Regions from separate parts of the Oryzias latipes genome. Here region 1 is linked to region 2. A link is a contact called in public Hi-C data. All regions are on one chromosome and are shown on one strand. The core of a region is the stretch at or near the end of the contact, and the rest is flanking DNA. Distances in the headings are between cores, read along the strand shown.

Evidence for each region. Hi-C and Micro-C count contacts between places; a contact is called where the count stands out from the background.
Region 1: a Hi-C map of gastrula embryo shows a contact between it and region 2, with 1.7 times the contacts expected there. The contact joins the promoter of sfrp2 here to the promoter of pdlim3 in region 2.

What each region holds. Positions count from the first base shown.
Region 1 is chr1:20,872,654-20,875,650 of ASM223467v1, forward strand. It overlaps sfrp2 (secreted frizzled-related protein 2), which reads left to right and starts at 1,430. Exons shown (of 3, transcript XM_023958131.1): 1 at 1,430-2,064; 2 at 2,207-2,287. The coding sequence starts at 1,578.
Region 2 is chr1:20,737,021-20,740,033 of ASM223467v1, forward strand. pdlim3 (PDZ and LIM domain protein 3) reads left to right here and starts at 1,717. Exons shown (of 7, transcript XM_023958077.1): 1 at 1,717-3,013.

The sequences.
Region 1 (2,997 bases), core at 180-2,679, 140 kb after region 2:
TACTTGTTCCGTTGTTGCTCTGATGACATAAATTGCATAAACAGCCAAACATTTTTAAGCAAATTGTGGATTTGCAGAAAAGGAGAAATGGACTGAACTTGAATAAAATGTAGTTAAAAAAGCCAACTGGGACAATTTTTCAGAGGTTATTTGTTTGTTAAAGTCCCACTCCAATCCTCTTTTGATCTATTGGAAAAGCGTTCCCAGTGGTCTTTTAATTACGATTATGCCGTTTGAGACCAAAATGGAAAACAAAAACTGTCATTTTCTAGGACAAAGTTTCTGCACAGCGGTATGAGTTCTTTAGAAATTCACTTCAGAGATGATGTAGGCTGAACTCTTGGCATGAAGTAAGCCTGTCCCTATTTCCCATCATCCCTTTGTTGACGCTCTCTCCCTCTAGCTCACAGCCCCTCACACCCCTAACTTAACATTGCAGGTGCAACAAAAATGGGGAGCAATATTGGAGCTATGCAGTCGTACAGTTTTAAACCAGATTCCATCTAAAACGAGGAAAACAAAGACGTTCGTGGATCTATTTGTCTGCGAGTAGATGCATCAGAATGGAGCAGAGCAGGGAGATTGTGGCCCGCGACCATAGCTTCTACTTCACCCCTACAAGGCTTTTTCCAACATTATTTTTTTCATCTGCTCCTGATTCACGATTTGAATAAAGAAATACTCAGAAATGCAATTTTGAGCTTAGTTTTCTTTACACAGTATATCTCCTCCATCATCAGAAAGATGTCTTTAATGTTTAAAGGGTTCGCATTCTACTTCTCTGCTCTCACTAAGTCCCCAGCATGCACTTGTTTGCACAGATGAAGAATCTGAATCTTGAGGAAAAAAATTAAACTCCACTTGTCCTGAGGTCCAAGTCTGAGAAGAATCCTGTTGCTGCATGGAGCCTGGTGGGGTCTGGGGGCCGACAGGAGCCAGAGCAGCAGAGCAAAGGTGGGGAGCAGATTTGGTTTCCCCCCCCCCCCGGGTGTGCTGAGAGGAGGTCTGCTTCTCACACCAGGCCAAGCCATATTTCACCATGTGGTATGAACCTGCAGACCTGCCCAGAGGATTTCACCACTCCTAATGATGGAAAATTAACGCTCCATTGAACTGAGCTAAATGCCCCCACTGACATTTCCAAACTATTTACAGCACGGGTCGAAACACAGCGAGCTGAGGGATCACTCTGGCTATGTTTCTGCTGATTTAAGCCTAATGAGGAAAAGCTGTCAGACAGATTCTGTTATGATTTCATGCAGGGCTGGAGACGAAAAAGGGAGGAAGGCTGTCAGGAAAATGACTGCTGGTAAAATACTAAGAGCTACAATTAGAAAGCATTATGTCTCTCAGACCCAGAGTTTTTTTTTTTTATTTCCCTGAGAAGACAAATATGTCCACAAGGTTCACCTGACATGAGGAAACCAACTGTGCAGAATGGAGAAGAGGTCTCTGCGCAGACTCCTCCCAGTCATGTCTGGAAGAAAACCTCCCGTTAACAGTGGGTGCTGGCCAAAGGCGCGCGCTCCATCCACGAGGACCCACCAAGCTTTAGAACCCCTTCAAGGACGACCACCATGAGAGCCCTCATTTCCGCTGTGCTGCTGCTCACAACAACCCACTGCAGCCGCGCGCTTTTCAACTTCGACCAGCACGAGCTGCTGTTCAAACGGAACAGCTGCAAGCAGATCCCCGCCAGCCTGCCGCTCTGCCACGACATGGAGTACACGGAGATGCGCCTCCCGAACCTTCTGGGCCACGAGACCATGACCGAGGTTCTGCAGCAGGCGGCCTCCTGGATCCCCCTGGTGCAGAAGCAATGCCACCCGGACACCAGGAAGTTTCTCTGCTCTCTCTTCGCCCCCGTCTGTCTGGATGACCTGGACGAGCCGATCCAGCCGTGCAGGTCCTTGTGCGAGAGCGTGAAGCGCGGCTGCGCGCCCGTCATGTCCGCCTTCGGCTTCCCGTGGCCGAAGATGCTGGACTGTGAGCGCTTCCCGCCAGACGACGACCTGTGCATCCCACCTGTAGACAGCGAGAACCTGGTGCCAGTCACCGAGGAAGGTAAAAAAGCGTCCAGAAAATCACAGCAGAGGGACTTTAACAACCTGAAAAGGGGGAAATAGTTTGATGCCACACACTTTACTTTCCAAATTTCAGTAAATTATATTAAACTTGATCTGATTTATATTGTGTTTGTGTTTAGCACCTAGGGTGTGTGACGCATGCAAGGAAACTGATGAGAAGGACAACGAAATTGTGGACAGTTTGTGCAAGAATGACTTTGGTAAGTTAATCACTGAAGCATGACAATTTTATTCTAACAGGTTATAAAGACAGGAAAGAGAAAAGTTTATTTAAAAAACAAACATGTATCATAAACTTCAAAAAGTGATTTTCTTTAAGTTGAAAAAAATAACATCTAATATGAAAAATACACGCTTGATATTTTCACCCCTTACGTCTATTGATGCAAATATGAACCAAACCCCATTTGGTTCCAAAATTAGCTTAATTTACCATCAACTTGAAAGCAAAAACATAAGCGGATCTTTAATTCAGTCGCTGGAAATAAATTCAGATGTGAAGGGGTTAACATCAAACCTTGTGGACCATTACTTGGTCAAGGAAGTTGAAAACAGCATTACCTTTTAGTCATTAAAGGAAAAATCTATTTTTTAAGTACAAACTTGAGCAGGACGTCAAAGCTAAAAAGCCTATTAACGAGAAAATGGATTATTGTCTGAGCGTTTTTAGGAATTTGTGTGTGATTTGTGAGGAGGATCCCGTGTGTTCTTCTTGCCTTTCCTCCTTGTCCTGGTTTTGGCACAAACACAATTTGGCTAAGCTAAACGGCGTTTACTTATACCGTCCCCCATGCACACACACTGATGACGGCTCAGCTGCCAAACAGTGGCACTTATGACCAAAAAGAGTGATGTTGGGTTCAGTGTCTTGCCCAAGGACACTTAGACACATGGTGGGAACCGAATCTGT
Region 2 (3,013 bases), core at 467-2,966:
AAAATAATTTTATTTTTGGCTGCTACTGCCATTGAGTTTTTATGAAGAGATTATTGAAACACACATCCCAGGGATGACTGCCTCTCCTGCCTGCTGTGCTGTCAGATTAGGGGCGACCCCCGGAGCTTGTTGGTACAGTCCTACTATGCACCAGCTCATGCACACGAGGCCTATTTGTTGTTTTTATGAAGACTTACACAATTCATACAGAATCCAAGCAAGCCGACAACAAATGATACAGTGATCCTAATGGATCCAATCACCTATTGGATCCTAAATTTAGGCAACGTTTTCGAGAAAATGTCTGAAAATTTGACATTTTTAAAGGAAACTATTCAAAAAAAAGTTTAAAGTTAAAAATTTAGGACAATGGGCGAAAAAAAAAAGTCCTGCTGAGGAACAAAGTTCTCCACAGGAGCTTGTCTGTGCTGAAAACACGCTTTGAATTATTTACTGACACAGTTAAGCAATTCGTATTTATTTGCACACCTCTGATCAATAGCTAACACCCAGACTGCTGTGCAGAGGTTTGCAGTCATCTGATGTTGGGGAGATAAAGGTATCAAAATAAGAGAAATGAGGACAAACTTTTTTCCCTAGATTTTATTTTGTTGGACAGGTTGTGTGTGTGAGCGCTGCAGAGGAGATGAAAATAGCGGAGCTAAACCTAATACCAGAGAGTCTTGCTGACACAACATCCAGGGCTCCTGTTGTAATCCATTTATGCATTTATTTTGATGACAGCTTTACAGTATTCGGGCGTTAGCTGTGACACCCGTTAAAGGCATCTCTTCGGCAGTTCATTTTACACTGTTTTGCTCCAACATCCCATTCAGAACTTGTTTTGTTCAGAAACAATCATATTATACCACAGAATAGGTTTTTGAGGCCAAGGAGGCAGTAATATCCTGTCTAATCAAACAGAACGCTTGAATATGAAGTTCTAAAAAGCTGAACTTCGATTAGTCTGCGAAAAATCTACATTCTGTCATGGCCAAATTACCAAACAAACAACCAAAATAGTCTAAAACTCCTAATTAACTATTAGCTTAGGCAGGCCCAGATGTTACGGACCATGCATGTTCAAAGTCCGGCCCTTCGGCCAAATTTCTACTGGCCCTCAGGCTCCTTCCAAAAACTCAAAAATATGTGGCCCTGAGCATTTTCTCATAACTATGTATACAATTTCTTGTTTGTGATTGGCTAAATTACATCTTGAAGGGCTTATGCTATGCTAAGTCTTTTTTTTAAATTTTAAGTGTATTATAATGCATGACCCTGGGAGAATTTCAGGCAGGCAGCTCAGCAGTGCATTTATAACCACCCTGCGGGCAGTTCAGCCCAATTAACTCACCTGCGCCTACGCCCTATTCATCCATTTCTGCGAGCGTTGCGTTTGTCGCTCCGTTAGGGGTAGTTTTAGACCCGTAGTTTTCTATGGAGATCTTGTTTTATTGTATCTGAATGGAGCCTCATGCCAAACTAAAAGAAAATATAGAAAATAAAGCATTCTCTATTGCATGAGTTTTCTGACTGACATGTTCATTCCTCACGAACAGAAACCCCAAAGCGGTGTTTTGATCAGCATTTCTAAGTGTTCCTCTAAAATCCTGCGCTCTGAGCACCAGCCCCTCCCAACCCACAAAAACGAGCGGGTTCTCACGAGCTGACGTAGACCAGTGAGAAGAGCCCCTTCCATAAAGAGTCTGCACTGCCCGCACCGCCCCCCCAGGCTACAAAACATACCCATTTTTTCTGCCAAAACGCTTTCATTTTATATGCACAAGATGCACATCCATCTTTGAAAACGTTTGGATGTCGTGGATTTCGTGGACAAGACGCTGACACACTCCTGAGACTGACCCTAGGATGACGTCATGAAGTGGGCGGCACCCACATGGAGCGAAAGCTGGAGCCTCAGGGATCAAGTCGTCTTACTTCTGGGTAGAAAAATGGCTTATGGAAATAACTCATATTTAATTATCTTGTGTGCTAAATATAATACGTTATCATAGACATGGATACGGTTTAATATAAAAGGCTTAAGAATAGCATGGTATAGGCCCTTTAAGCCGTTGTATAACAGTGTTTTGCAACCGGTTTGTGACCCTTTCTAGCTCAGTTCTAAAATGTCAACTGTAAATGATAAAATAATTGACACGAAGGATTTCGCTTCCAGAATAAGCAGAAAATGGAAATTTTGTTTTATGAGAACTGTGTCTGCCAAATACGTCAAGAGATTTCTGATGTTTTCAAGAAGTTCAATGTCTAGGCAAGACATGCTAACTTTGACGAGCTAATTGAGAGTTTACGAGGTGAAAAATGGAAAAATTGACAAGAATTTAGTTAAAACCTAATTAGATGGGGTTTATTTCTGTGAACAAATGAAAAGTGTATCACTGCACTGAAATGTTCATTAAAAAGTTCATTTGCATTTAATGTGATAAAAACAGTTCAAAGAATGTCAGGCTGAAACCTTTTTACCTCACCAAATTTGTCCGCCTTTGCAAAACGTTTGCGCCCCCCCATCATAGACCATGTCCAGACACATGACTAAGGAAAAATGATCATAAGAGGTGTTCTTTAAGCAGTGAGGGAAAGCTGTTTTGTATGAACACATGTGAAATGAGAATTGGACTGTCATCCCGCCTTGGATTCAGACACACAGTGCTGTATGGGATCAATAGTGGCTGGAATGCGTCTGTGAGACCTCCAGGACCTCCTAGAGGAGCCTTGTCTTCAGACCAAATAAGGACAAGAGCAGCAGGGCTTAAGCATGAGAAGAGGACAGCAGGAGCTGGAGGGCTGGGGCTGTCAGCAGATGGGAAGCTCTTCCATAAGTTATCTGTCAGATAAACATCTCCATGCAAATGTTCGCACGGGCCCAAACGTGCACTTTAGTTTGGTTTAAACATTTCCGGAGAACCAGTTGCAAAGACAAAAACTCAAAACAAGTACACCAGTTAGTTTTGATGGGACAAGCAGACAGTCTGATTCCAAAATCTGACCAATT